Regions from separate parts of the Gossypium hirsutum genome. Here region 1 is linked to region 2. The links are chromatin contacts, called in public Hi-C maps. All regions are on one chromosome and are shown on one strand. Each heading gives the region's core, a stretch centred on a gene start, on an enhancer-like site or on the middle of the called end of the contact. The rest is flanking DNA. Distances are from core to core; before and after follow the strand shown. Region 1 holds the start of LOC107951176. Region 2 holds the start of LOC107951171 (auxin response factor 9).

What was found. Hi-C and Micro-C count contacts between places; a contact is called where the count stands out from the background.
Region 1: a contact with region 2 is called in a Hi-C map of leaf, with 1.7 times the contacts expected there. The contact joins the promoter of LOC107951176 here to the promoter of LOC107951171 in region 2. A contact is called at or near these places in 3 of 34 Hi-C or Micro-C datasets (callus and leaf).

The regions. Positions count from the first base shown.
Region 1 is chrA02:45,790,861-45,797,640 of Gossypium_hirsutum_v2.1, reverse strand. LOC107951176 reads right to left here and starts at 3,665. Exons shown (of 1, transcript XM_016886118.2): 1 at 2,462-3,665. The coding sequence starts at 3,323. The coding sequence ends at 2,667. LOC107951174 (phosphatidylinositol 4-kinase gamma 2) reads right to left here. Exons shown (of 3, transcript XM_016886117.2): 2 at 5,840-6,780; 3 at 5,122-5,753. The coding sequence ends at 5,373.
Region 2 is chrA02:45,236,048-45,243,374 of Gossypium_hirsutum_v2.1, reverse strand. LOC107951171 (auxin response factor 9) reads left to right here and starts at 2,102. Exons shown (of 14, transcript XM_016886113.2): 1 at 2,102-2,694; 2 at 2,827-2,942; 3 at 3,095-3,190; 4 at 3,532-3,588; 5 at 3,716-3,868; 6 at 3,955-4,039; 7 at 4,190-4,280; 8 at 4,429-4,593; 9 at 4,672-4,785; 10 at 4,873-4,945; 11 at 5,021-5,174; 12 at 5,263-5,861; 13 at 5,968-6,155; 14 at 6,233-6,844. The coding sequence starts at 2,643. The coding sequence ends at 6,374.

The sequences.
Region 1 (6,780 bases), core at 2,416-4,915, 550 kb before region 2:
TTGAGTTTAATATAGCAAGAAATTAAGTAGAAAAGAAGTATAAATTGAGTTAGAAAAGTAAGTGAATTTAGTTAGGACTAAATTGGGAATAAGTAGGAATTGAATAAAAAATTCAATTATTTGTTATAATTTAATGCTGTAATTGATAGTGAAAATTATTATTTTCGTAGCTAACAAGGAATCCGAGGCATTGACATCGAAAGGAGAGGAAAAAGTTGTAGAGGAGTAACCGAATGAATCCGGATTTGTATTACTATAATTCAAGTTATTTTTATTAAATGTTAAATTTTTAATTATATGTATGGTAAGTAAATTATGAGGTTAGTATTATTATGGAATTGAAAAGGAAATTGAATTGATGATGGATAAGTATTAATATTGAATTTTATATTGATGAAAAGTGAAATTGAATTGATTCGTAAATGAATTGAAAATGATATTGAATTGAGAAAGTGAATCGAATACCCTATTAACTAGTCGGGCTGAGTTGGATATAGTTGGCATACTATAGGATTGGAAGTGTTCAGGGATGCAGGATGCCTCAACCTCGAGTCGATGAGACACTAGGTGTCACTATATTACTTCGGAGAGATTCAATGAGGTACTGTGTACCAACTTACTTCGGCTTGGCCGATGAGATACTGGGTGTCAATTATTTGCTTCGAACTATCTGATGAGGCATTGGGTGCCATACTGGAGTGTTTGGTTGGATCTGTGTATCCGCCAAATTCCGAGCCTGTTAATAGGGGTAATTAAAGGAAATGTTAAACTGAATAAAATTAATTGATAAGCCATTAAAAAAAAGTGAAAATGGAACGTGAATTAAAAAAAAAGGTGATTTGAATGTGAGTATGAGAATGAAAAACATGAACCAATGGTTCATGAGATGGATAATGGCTCAACATAAATGTATGTGATTTCAACTGTTGATTAGCTAAATTGAATTGTATGAATATATTGAGAATGACAAATTTAAGTTTGAATTGATTTAGTAAAAAAATAAAAATAAATAAAGTTATATGATTTAATGATATGGTTATTATGTTTATAATTTGAATTATAGTAATACCATTGAGTATAAAATACTCAGCATACGGTTGTTTCCGTGTATAGGTTAATAGGTGTTCAGAGTCTCAGTTCAGCATCCAGGTGATCCCGACTCCAGCGCAAAACTCGGTAATGTATTTTTCTTTTGGTAAAAGTGGCATGTACATAGGTGTTGTTTTGGTCAATTTAAAATGCTATATGATTTTTGTTGTAAAGAATGGTATTTGGTATTTTAGTGTTTAAACTAATAAAATGGTATGAAAATTTATATGATATACATGGTATAATTGGTGCTAAATTTAGAATAGAATGAATGAAATTCTAATTTAATTTTTAATGGTAATATAAATGTACATAGAGTAAATTATCAAATAAATGTTATATGTATGATTTTAATACGATTAAACATGAAATTGCATTCGTTCAAATATTGATTTTGGATTGGTCCTAGTTTGAAATTGCAGAGAAGGTTAGATATTTATAAAGGGGTTATATTGAGTTAAAAAAAATCCTCGAAGCACTCGAACAAGTCCCTATTCCCCTCTAATACTTATTTTGGGCCTTGAGGGTCTAATTAAGGGACTTTATAATTATTTTATAATATAATATGTTCGATAATTATTTAATTATTAATCACAAATTGTCTGATTATTCGATAATATATCGTAACTCTGTTCTGATGACGGTTTAAGATTAAGGGTATCACAGTTTAACTCTAAACATAGTTAAATTTATTGAAGTAATATTTTTTAAAAAAACTTACTTAATAATTATATAATTAAAAAATAAAATAATAATTAACTTAAAATTATATAAAAAAATTAACGAGGTTAAAACTTGAACTTAAATTATAAAAAACTAAATTCCAGATGCTCTAAAAGGCCAAGGAGTTATGAAGGATTTTAACCTAAAGAAAAACATAAAATCGAATTTCGAGGACACTGACTGGTGATGATATTCAGTGTCTCTTCTGCTCCGCTGTCTTGGGTCCCACTAACCTCACTAACTCAACTCTCCCCACTTAATTATAATTTTCTCACTGGCACATTTATCGAAATCCGGTGGGCAATTAATTCTCCGACGACGATGATCCCAAACCATCTGCAACTGACTGAATTTTGCTCTATCAAAATTTAAAGTTTAAACGACGTCGTAGACTTTCTGACCTCCCAATTAGTGCCCTTCCTCGAACAATGGAAAAAAAAAGAGTAAACGGAAAACAAGCCGGATTTTGCGCTGCCTTTTTTCCAGCTCATAATTCAACTCACCTTTGCTTCATTATTGGTCCAAAACCAAAACAAAAAGCCCCACCACAAAGTAATCTCACTTCACTCTATCATTAGCATCCATCCTTTACTTACTCTTCAATTAATCCCTTTAAATAAAAAGTTCATTAATTCACAAATTATGCTCATAAGCTGAAACCTTTCTTTCTTTATACTAAAAACACCTTACTTGCAGCACCCACAACAATCAAAGTTCTAATTTTTACAGTTTTTTTGACAAATTGGGTATAAAAAATTTAAAACCCAAATCACCAGATCCTCCAAAACTGATAAATTTTAAGAAAAAAAAAGCTGTTAAATGTCTAAAATTACATTAAAAAAAGGAAGAAAAAATTAGCAATGAAACCCTAAAACAGACCCATCATTCCCAGCAACGGTGACTCTACACTCCGATTTAGCATCCACATGATGGGCGAACACATTTAGAACCCGAATCCGACCCGCTAATTCCATCCGAGAGTCAATCTCCATCGTTGGTCCAACTCGATTCACATTATTACCCCCGCCGAACCCAGCTGTCACCCCAACGGGCCCTGTCATCGTCGCCGCCACCGTAGTAGTAGCACCAGGTATAGGTATCGTGGTGGCCGCCGCCGCTTGATTCGGTTGCGCCAAGGGAAATGACTGAACTGCAAAAGTGGCGGCCATGTATTGAGTCTGACCCGACTCGATCTTCCCGGCGGGTATGAACATGAACCCGACTTGAGATCCGGAGTAAAGGAGCTGAATAGTGCTGTCGTAGTGAGAAAAAGTGGCTCTGTTAGGGTTGTTAACGGTGACGTATTGAGAGAAAGTGAAGCTGACGGAGTTGTTGCCGACGGAAAAAGAAGGGAGCTGGATGGAATTAACGTAAATCTTAGGGTCTTTGGGTTTAAAAACGGTGAAATAAACAATGAGAACAATGATTACAAGAAAGATCAAGAAAATGGTTGCTACAATACATGATGCCAGATTTGTACGGCCAGATGGCGGCCTTTGAGACTTCACCATGATTTTTGTAAATTCGAACTGTGTTTTTTTTTCTTGGGTGTTGATCTAAAAAGAGAAAGGAAGTGAAATGGGGGAAGGAAAAGAGTGTTTGGATGTAGGGAAAATAAGAGAGTATTTAAGAAGAAGAGAAAGTGGGGGAAAGGAAAGTAATGTGAAAGGGAAGACTTTTTCTTTGGTTGGGTTTTGTCATTTTATAAGAAAGGATTTGGAGTTTATGTTGGAGCTATTCAAAGCTTAGATTTTTGAGTGTTTTTTTTTATGCTTTGGGGGAAGGAATCATTGAATCAAAGATGAAGTGAATGAAAAAGAAAGAAGGAAAATTAATTAAGAAGAAAATTGAAAAGAAAAAGTGAGGGTATGTTAGTCCTTAACTTTTAACTTTAAAGAGGATGAGAATTTTTTTTTTTTTTGAAAAAATGGATAAGAAGATGATGCAAATTGTAAGAATTTGCAGTTTGGAGGCGGAAATTATGAAAAAAAAAATTCAGTTATTTAGTTTTAAGATTCATCTTTTTTTCTTTTTTTTCCTTTCTAGTTTGGGATGTGTTTGATTTTTCGCAACAAAACTGGAATATTTAGGTTATTAACTGTTAACCAAAATATAGTATTTTATATAGAATTTTAACACTCAAATATGAAAAATAAGAAATTTTGTTCAAAGAGCATTATTAAAAGTAGATGTTTGAAGATTGGTAGAACAAAATATTGTAGTTAAATTGGTATTTAGAAAATCAGATAAATACTGGATAAGATATCCAAAAAAATGAAAAAGGGTAAGAATAGTAAAAAATGAAAAAGAAAGGGTGGTAAGTCGAAAGGTAACTACTGTCTTGTTTTTACATATAGGAGTCAAAGGAAAAAGCTTTAGGTAAAGAAAAATTGATGCCTTTCCACATGGTCAGTGGAATGATTGTCAAACGGCAAAAGCGTGGTCTATTTGGTGTGTTGGAACAAATCAGTGGTCTTCTTGTAAGAAGTGAAACAACAATTTCAATGGCGGTGGCGGTGGCAGTGGAAAATGACAGAAATTTGCTAAATTTACTGCAGTAAGAATTGTGGGTGTTTCAATATAAGCTTCCTTGGGTTTCTTCTGCCAATAATTGTATGAACGGATAGAAAAAAAAAACTTTTTAAAAAAATTAATTTGCGCATAGAAATTCCACACTCAAGTTGGGAGTATCATAATTAATTACCACTGCTCTATAGATTAAAATTGGTTTTATTTACTTACAGGGTCAGGTGAGATGAGTTTTTGTTTGTCCGACCCAATTTGTATATCTCTCGTTCTGATATCATCCTCAAACATGACCCTAAAATTAGAGAAATTATTTTACTCCAATTAAGGTTGTTAAAACCAAATTGAATTGGCTTATTGGATCGATTGAAAAAGAATAAAAAAACAATCGATTGAGTTAGAAGTTTTTTAATTTTTAATATTTTAAAAACAATAGAATTTAATAATTTGATTAATTTAAATTAAATCCGCAATCAAATCCATCAAATTAAAAATCAATGACTTAATAATTCAACCAACTCAATCCAAAAAAAACTTACCCCTGTAGTAACAGTGCAGATCAAAATCCGATGGTCATGTTTAAACTCACCCATTACTTCCATATTTCAGAAAGGGAAAATAGAAAGGCTCTTTGACATGACCTACCTTTAATTTGGGTTGAGTAAAATATTAAGAGAACGTTGGATATGGCTGATCTTGGCCCATTTTTAGTTTACCTTTCTGAAACGATATATGGTCCAAAACAATCATCAAATTACACATAAAAAACCCAATATATGCAAGTTTTACATCAAACCCAATCATCAATGGCTACCTATTATTTCATTATCTTTGAATCTGTTCAACATATTAATACAGGATCAAGTAATAACTTGATAAAGTTATAAAAATAAATAAATAAATAAAGGAAAGCTTCAATCTCCTATGAAGGATAAGCCATCTACATTGACATAATTTGTGGTCCATACAAAAATGGACTCATCATTAACTCAATACATTCAAATATGTACCATGAACAAACCATATAGGTAGCTTTAGTTTGTGAGCTTGTCAAGCCAAGAATCCATGACTTGAGACACAGTCTCCATAAATGCAGCTTCACTCATGCCTGGAAGCAACAAATCTTGAGCTTCATCTACAATTTGCTCAATCACAGATTCCTTGTTCACAGTTTCCCTGCACATGATGCTTCCAATAGCAAAGGGAGTGGTAAGACCCCGTTCGACCGCTTTTTTCAAAAGCATGGTCGAGATACAGAGCGTGCGAGCGCACTCGACGGGAACATCCCACCCGTAAAATCTCAGAAGTGCAACATCTTGTTCAGCATCCAGTGATTTTATATAGTCTATAGTCTCTTGGGAGTAAGGCTGTCGTGATTGTGGCCAATAAACCCAATCAAATGTGCAATCCTGGAACTGCAAATAGATTAAAAAAAAAAAAAAGGGTTAGACAACAAAGATGCAACGCATTACTAGAATGATATAGCTATATATAAACTTACATTCTCAGGCAAGCAGTAGCCATGATCAATTGGAATAAGCACAGTTTGGTCATTTTCCCGTTTACCAATCAAGATATTACCGGCATGTCGATCGGAATTTGCCATTCTTATATCGAGCACGCTGATCTTGTGCACTTCCTCCACAGGGAAACCTCCTGGACCTACATCCTCACCACTCCCGGCATTCTTCATATACATCTGTAAGGACCCAACCTTAACATTCTCAGGTGCACATTTATACCCATTTGGATGGTTAAACCCTTTGTGCAAGCACTGAACCATGCAAGTAGGAGGGACACCAGCAAACCCCGACATCTCACCAGACAAAGACCGAGGTCCACTCTTGGGATGATCCAATATATAAGCAGCCACTTCTCTCACTGCTCCTCCTCCAACTCTTGTACCCTTTTTCAACCCTTCACCATTTGATGATCCATGGACTCCATGTGGATTGTTATTTGCCATCGGCTCCTCATCGATCGGTTTAAAGATCGAAACATAATCAACCCCCAACTTATCTTGCATAAAGTAAACCCCTCCTGTCCCTTCCGGTGATCGAATTGGCTGGTTCCCCAAATCCAACCCATCAAATGTAGAATGCATCATATCCCACATAAAACAAGGCAATTTCACTTTGGGGTTCAAAATAACTGGTTCAAACCAGAAATCTCTAACCGGTTCAACAGGCTTAGCTCGAACTTTGGCTGATTTTTGAACCATCAAATGAATCACAGCATCACTATCTTTACATAAATCATCAATTAGTTTTTGATCATCGAGTTTTTCACCATTACAAAAGATTTCTTGTTCATCAACATCAACGAAACCTTTCCCTTGTTTAACTATCCTTTGTTTCAAATACCCAACATTTCTAAACCTATCAACATGCAATTCAAACTCTTTCCCGCAACTTGTTCTTACAGTGATGAGCAAAAGATTGG
Region 2 (7,327 bases), core at 853-3,352:
ATTTTAAATTTACAAAAAAGTATAAGGAATTTCATAGATTTTAACCATACATATATATCTATAATCTACCTTCCAAGAAAGAAAGAGCCAAAAATATTGTGACGTAAGGGTGTCCGTCGTTGAAGCAAGTAGCTAAGTACGGGGGTCATGGGGCATGCCCTATAATGCCCCTACTTGCTATTGGTGTGACAAAAGTAACATTAAATTACTCTTCTTTTACTTTGTAATGCAATTTGAAATCGTCCATTGTCCAAACCAAGTCTATGTAAAGTAGCCTTGTCGTACCCGTTCCGGTTTCTCTCTCGCCGACCTCCCGTTGTGCTACTCTCCTTTTCTCTATTTCTATCCTGCATTGTCAAGTCAAGACCCTTACTGGTCAAACTCAGCTCTTCCTGAACGTTTGGATTTTCTCTAACCGTCCACTTCAGCTGGGCTTTCTTCTCCGAATTTTTCTGATTTACGGTATAGCTCACCACCTGTTCGACTCTTTGCTTGAATGGAAATTGCTTTGTTTGACAGATTGATGTGAATCTTTATTGCTGAAAACATAATATCTGCGTCTCTGTTTGATTTGTTTCCTTTTTGCTTACGAAATGATACTTGACTCTTAATTGGGCATTCATGATTATGGAGTCGGTCTAATGAATTAGAATATCTTTTAGGTCTTAAAAGTTATATAAGTAGTTAATTTAAATGATAATTAAACAACTTAATAGAAATATAGTAATTAATATAAATTATTTGTATAGTTAATGATAAATTTAATTTAAAATTTTAAATAAAGATGTTTTTCATAACAATAACACGTTTCACGAAAAAATAAGTAGAATGTAATAAACATTAATGGGATAGTAAAATCCGAAAACAAATTACATTAAATAATATAACATAAAACTTTAAGTTAATTTATATGTTAAATAAGGATATTTTTACAATTATAGTGAGGTAGAAGGGTTCTTTTTGTTAACTGGATCTTCAAAAAAATATATATATATTTTATAAGCCTGAATTGGATCGAAACCTATACCGGTTAAGATTTCTTTTTTTTTTTGCCATTAATTCTAATAATAAAAAAATTAAACCTTCGAAATTGTTAGTTGGTGGGTGTTTTCTTTTGAATAATATTAAGAATGCCAAAAAAAAAAAGAAAAAAGAGGAGAGGTTTTAGATTGACTCAAGGCAAATATTCAAATTTGATATTTTTACTTTTGAGGGTGAATGTGGAGAATCTGGACGTTTCAAAGGGGGTGGGGTCACTGTTTCCTTTCCTCGCTACTACTTGTTGCTTGATGACGAAAGGATGCGAGTAACGTGACGGATTGATGATAAACTAATAATAATTGAAGTGCTAAAACGACGGCGTTATAGCAAGAGTACATGTGGAGGTGGAGCCCCGCATAAACCCAACCACGTGTGAACTCCATTTCGGCAAAAGGGAGTGACGTGTACAGTGTTGGACCACCGAACCGCTCGCAGTTTGTCTGGGAAAAAGTACAACAACAGGGTTACAAAGCATCAAGATCCAACACTTCGCACGTGTTTCACGTGGACCCCGCACTCCTCTGTGGCAGATGCCCCCCCTAATTATTACTACTTTCTTTTCCACCCTCAATTCAATTTAGATTTTGGTCCTTCAATTTTATTCGTTATGAAATTTTACCCTACGCAAGCAAATTTATGTTGGTATAAAATGTTTTAAAATTTTTACATTAATATTTTAATCAGGTGTTTACTATTTTTACTAATTAATAATATTATAAAAATATATAATTAAAGTATACAGATTAAAGTTTAAATTTAAGCATAATAGATTTGACCTACAGAAATAAATTAAATTAAATTAAATGTAAGAAAACAAGAGGAAAATAAAAAATAAAAAACCCCCAACCCAAATGTCTTTGGGGTTTATAACTCGAGCCAACCACCCTGTTGCCTGTTTCGAAGCAGCCAACGAAAGAGACGTCAAAAATAACACCGTTAACCCCAACCACACTCATCCCAATGCCCCCCCATCATCCGTACCTAAAACGCCGTTGAGAAACGGCTTTCCATCGTTTGCCGTTAAAAAATGGTCTCGTCACGTTAATCCCCTGACTGTCTCAGTTAAATCCGGAACCAGAGTTTGTTAAATTGGCGTTACACACTCGATTTACAAAAAAAAAAAAGGGCTCCTTTGTTAGAAACCCAAAACAAAAAGAGAGAGAAAGTTAAAAAAAAAAAGGAAAAAAAGGGAAAGAAGAATTGGGAGCAAAGCCGAGTATCATAAGAGTCGCGCGTAGGATTTTAGGTTGATTCTCTCTGCTAACGGCGTTTCCTTTTTACAGAGCAGCGAAAAGCTATATTGAAAGCGAGGTGAACGACGGCGGATTTGGACGGTTAAAGCTGTTTTCCGTTACGGTAGTTGGATCTCGCGACGGTTACGATAGGGAGGGAGGAAAAATAGTGTGAGGGAGGTGTAGATTTTTTTATCAGGAATTCGAGCAGTTTCGTAATTATTTGGCTTTTATTGTGGTGCTTAAGAGTGTAAAATAAGGTTTATTAGAGCGTTTTTGGAGGATTTAGCTTCTCTCTTTGGAGGTTTTTTGTTCCAAATTTGTTGCTGTTGCTCGTTGTTGACTTGAAGAGTCGGAGAGAGTTCAATAATGGCGAATCGGGGAGGGGTGTTTTCACAGACAAATAATGTTTCCTCCGAAGGTAAACGAAATAAAAGAATTCAAATAGATTGAACGTTGATTCTATATTTTTCTTTAATTTTTTTATTTTTCTTTGATTTTTTGGAAAATTTTTGAAACCTTTTTTTTCTTCACTTTCTTTTTTGAGTTATAGGAAATGGAGGGGATGATCTGTACATGGAGTTATGGAAGTTATGTGCGGGACCCCTGGTTGAGGCTCCTCGAGCTAGAGAGAGAGTCTATTATTTTCCTCAAGGACATATGGAACAGGTAAAGCCTCTTTTCGTTTTTCGTTTTTTTTTTTCATTTTTGTGTCGAAAATATTCCTGTTTGGTTTTATTTGGAATTATGTCCTTTTATAGAAATGGTTAATTTTGGGTTATTGATTGGGATTTTGCTATTTTGGCGAGGGATTGTTTTAGTTGGAAGCGTCGACGAATCAGGAGTTGAATCAGAGGATTCCTTTGTTTAATCTTCCATCGAAGATACTTTGCAGTGTTGTTCACATTCAGTTTCTGGTAATTTTCTCTTTCTGGTTTTTGATTTGACTTTGCATAGGCCACAGCAATCTCTAGATGTGTTTTGAACTTCTGATTGCTTAAAAAACGGAGCGGAAAAAGGAAGTGGGTAATATATTTAGAGGTTACCATTTTTTCTATTGTTTTGATCTTGAAAAGATTGTAAAACCTTGAACTTTGAATAAATAGTTTCTCTTTTCTGAGAAGGATTCACTGGCTCAATAAATTGGGGTTTCAGTCAGATCGTAAGTCATGTGGACCTAGTGGACCATTATAGTATTCTATCAACATGATTGATTTGGGAGTAACTTTTTATGCACTTATTGTTACCATGTTTGTAGGCTGAACAAGAAACAGATGAAGTTTATGCACAAATAACTTTGATGCCGGAGCCAAATGTAAGAACCAATTTTATTTGTTTTTTATTTGAAAATCTTCCAGTATTAGAATGCAGGGGAGTTGGGTTTTCTTTTTCTTTTATTGTTTGATAGTAGTGATCTCTAATCATGTTTTTGGCATGGATAGCAACCTGAGCCAACAACTCCTGATGCATGTCTTCCGGAGCCTCCAAAACCTACTGTCCATTCTTTCTGCAAGGTTTTAACAGCCTCTGATACCAGCACTCATGGAGGTTTTTCTGTTCTTCGCAAACATGCCACTGAATGCCTTCCTCCACTGGTACAATTTCTAGATCTCTTTTTTCGCCTTTTTGTCTTCTTTCTAAATCTTCTTTGTATTGATTTCTCTATATGGATGTCTTTTAGGACATGAACCAGGCAACGCCAACCCAGGAATTGGTTGCCAAGGATCTTCATGGCTATGAGTGGCGCTTTAAGCATATTTTTAGAGGTAACAAAGGATCTGATAACTATCTTTCAACTTTAGTCGGTTAATACTAAGCTTTTATGTTTTTGCTGTCAATTCCATGTATGACTCACCTCCGCTACTGATGGGCAAATCACTTGCGTTATGTAAATTGTATATGGTTTGAATGAACAGGCCAGCCAAGGAGGCATTTGCTCACAACGGGATGGAGTACATTTGTTACTTCAAAGAGATTAGTAGCTGGTGATTCCTTTGTGTTCTTGAGGTAGATGCCTTTTCCATTTTCTGATATCCTTGATGCTTGTGTGGTGGTGCATTGATCTTGTTCGGCCTTTGATGGTTATGTTCTTTTTTTTTTGTTCTTTTTTTTTCATGTAGCTGATGAGCTATTTGTTTGATACTTGGTTTCGTAGAGGGGAAAATGGGGAGCTGCGCGTTGGAGTGAGGCGTGTTGCTCATCAACAGAGCAGCATGCCTACATCAGTGATTTCAAGTCAGAGCATGCATTTAGGAGTACTAGCAACTGCATCTCATGCCGTTTCAACACAAACCCTCTTTGTTGTCTACTATAAACCAAGGTATGATAATTACAGATTTTCCAAAATGAGATGAAAATGATATTTATTTACTTATAACCATCTTGTGTGAAATATCAGGACAAGTCAGTTCATTATTGGGTTGAACAAATATTTAGAGGCTCTGAGCAATAAGTTTACAGTTGGCATGAGGTTTAAGATGAGATTTGAAGGAGAGGATTCTCCTGAGAGAAGGTAGTGAAACTTAAGCACATGATTGCTTTGGATTGGTGATTGTTCAATGTCTTCTGTAATACTTACGAACATATTTTGATTGATAAGGTTTTCTGGCACAATCGTTGGGGTTGAAGACTTTTCTCCTTACTGGAAAGATTCAAAATGGCGTTCATTGAAGGTAAGTTGTTATGCTTTCTTAAACTTCATTTTGATTTATTTTGTCATTATAGCTATAATCAGTTATTGCCAATAGGTACAATGGGATGAACCTGCCTCTATACCAAGACCTGACAGGGTTTCACCATGGGAGATAGAACCCTTCGCTGCTCCTATTCCACCAACTCTGGGTCAACCTGTTGCTGCTAAGAACAAAAGGCCTAGACCAACTGCTGAAATTCCTGCTCTAGGTGAAGCATATTTTCTTTCTTTGAATCTCTCTTTTATTATACTTCTATTTGGTTTATCTGACAAATCCACTTTGTTTGAATAATATAGATTTATCTTCAACAGCATCAGCTCCTTGGAATTCTGGAGTTATGCATACCCATGATCTAATGCGGCGTAACATTACTGCCGAAGCAAACAGAAATGAAAATCATGTCATATGGCATATGCAGACTGAAATGAGCAGCAGTTGCACCTCTGTCTTGAAGACTCAGAACGAAGGGAGCTGGCTATCTTCTCCTTGCATGAGTGTTTCTAAGCATCGATTTCCTGATGCAAGAGATGATAGCAAATGTGCATCTGGTTGGCCTGTTCTTTCAGGATTGTCAAACCCACAAGTGAACAATGATTCAACCTTTGATCCAAAAGAAAAGGTAAAGAAATCTGAGACAGCTTCTAGCTGCCGATTGTTTGGCATTGAGTTGATAAACCACTCTGCTAGCTCAAGGCAATTGGAGAGGACACCTACCCAACTTTCTACTATGACTGCCAGTACAGCTGAAGGACATCATACCTTGTCACCTAATAATTCTTGCCAGAAGTCTGAAATTTCAAAAGATTCTAATGAGAAGCAGGAACAGTTACAATTACAAGCAAAAGAGATCCAGAGCAGGCAAAGTTGCCCTAGTTCTACAAGAAGTCGTACCAAGGTATTGAAAGTAAAATGTTCATTCAGGTGTTAATTCATTTCATTAAGGAAAAGTTTTACTTGCAGAATTTTCCATGAACTTACTTTTGGGTTTCTATATGTGACAGGTCCAGATGCAGGGGGTAGCTGTCGGTCGCGCTGTGGACCTGGCCATGTTGGAAGGGTACGATCAGCTTATAGATGAACTAGAGGAGATGTTTGATATTAAGGGAGAGCTTCGCCCTAGGAATAAGTGGGAGATTGTCTACACTGATGATGAAGGGGATATGATGCTTGTAGGCGATGACCCATGGCAGTAAGTACCCTGATACTTTTTTATTTTTCCCCCTTAAACTCTTCTAGAACTTGATTGACATTGATGTTCATGCGCAGGGAATTCTGTAGCATGGTAAGAAGAATATTTATCTGTTTAAGTCAGGATGTGAAAAAACTGAGTACAGGAAGCAAACTTCCCATGGCTTGTATTGAAGGTGGTGAAGGAACTGTGATAAGCTCAGAGTCAATTGAAAATTAATAGGAACACTGTTTGTTTTTCCTTATCGCAGTTTACAGCATCTGTTGTTTGTTTGTTGCTGATAGTTGTTCTTAGTTTCACTTTTGGGCTATAGAGGATGTTAAGGGACGCTAATCACTAAGCTTGTTTTCTAGAGTTGCCTACCATAGGAGACAAATAGACGTCATACGACCTTGGGATTGAAGAACCAAGAGTTAATGGAACTAGATGAGGTGTTAGAGGCTAGGACTAGGAGAATGTGAATACTTAACGATCTTTGTGGTGGGTTGGGGGTTTCGGTTCTAATCTTTGGTTTCGTGTGCTTGTAAATATAAAAATGTGCTCTGGCTTTGGCACTGGCACTGGCACTGGCACTGGCACTGTAATCCTCATCTGTAGTGAGTGAAAGTGTTCCAGCTTAGCTATTCTTCGCTGTTTTGGTAACGCTTTTTCTTTATCAAGCAATTCAAACTTTCCTCTGCATTTATAAATATTTCTGTTTCTGATCTTTATAAGGATGGCCTGGATAGAATAGCTAGCAAAAATATTATTACTTGGTAAATAAATCACTGCCAAGTTCAATTTTTCTGCCCTCATCATCTTTTATTTTTCTTTCTGTGAGTTTAGATTTTTGGATCCTGATTTGTCGAAGCCAAGGCTGGAATCCATTACCTGAACTCAGAGAAAACACTCAAGGTTGTTTTTTTTTTTACGAATTATATTTTAGCATTCTAATTTGATTTGAAATTTTTTCGAATTGAGTTGAGTGAGATGGAATTCAAATCGAATCAAATATATTTGTATTCGAGTTAGATTTTAAAAAATAAATTTGGGTTTTGTTCACATTAATTAAAATTTTTATTAAATTTTCATTACCTCATAATTTATTTATTAATTTTTTATATACACTATGTATTTTGAAATTAAAAAATATATTAAATATAAAAATGTCATTTTTTAATAAAAGTTATTTC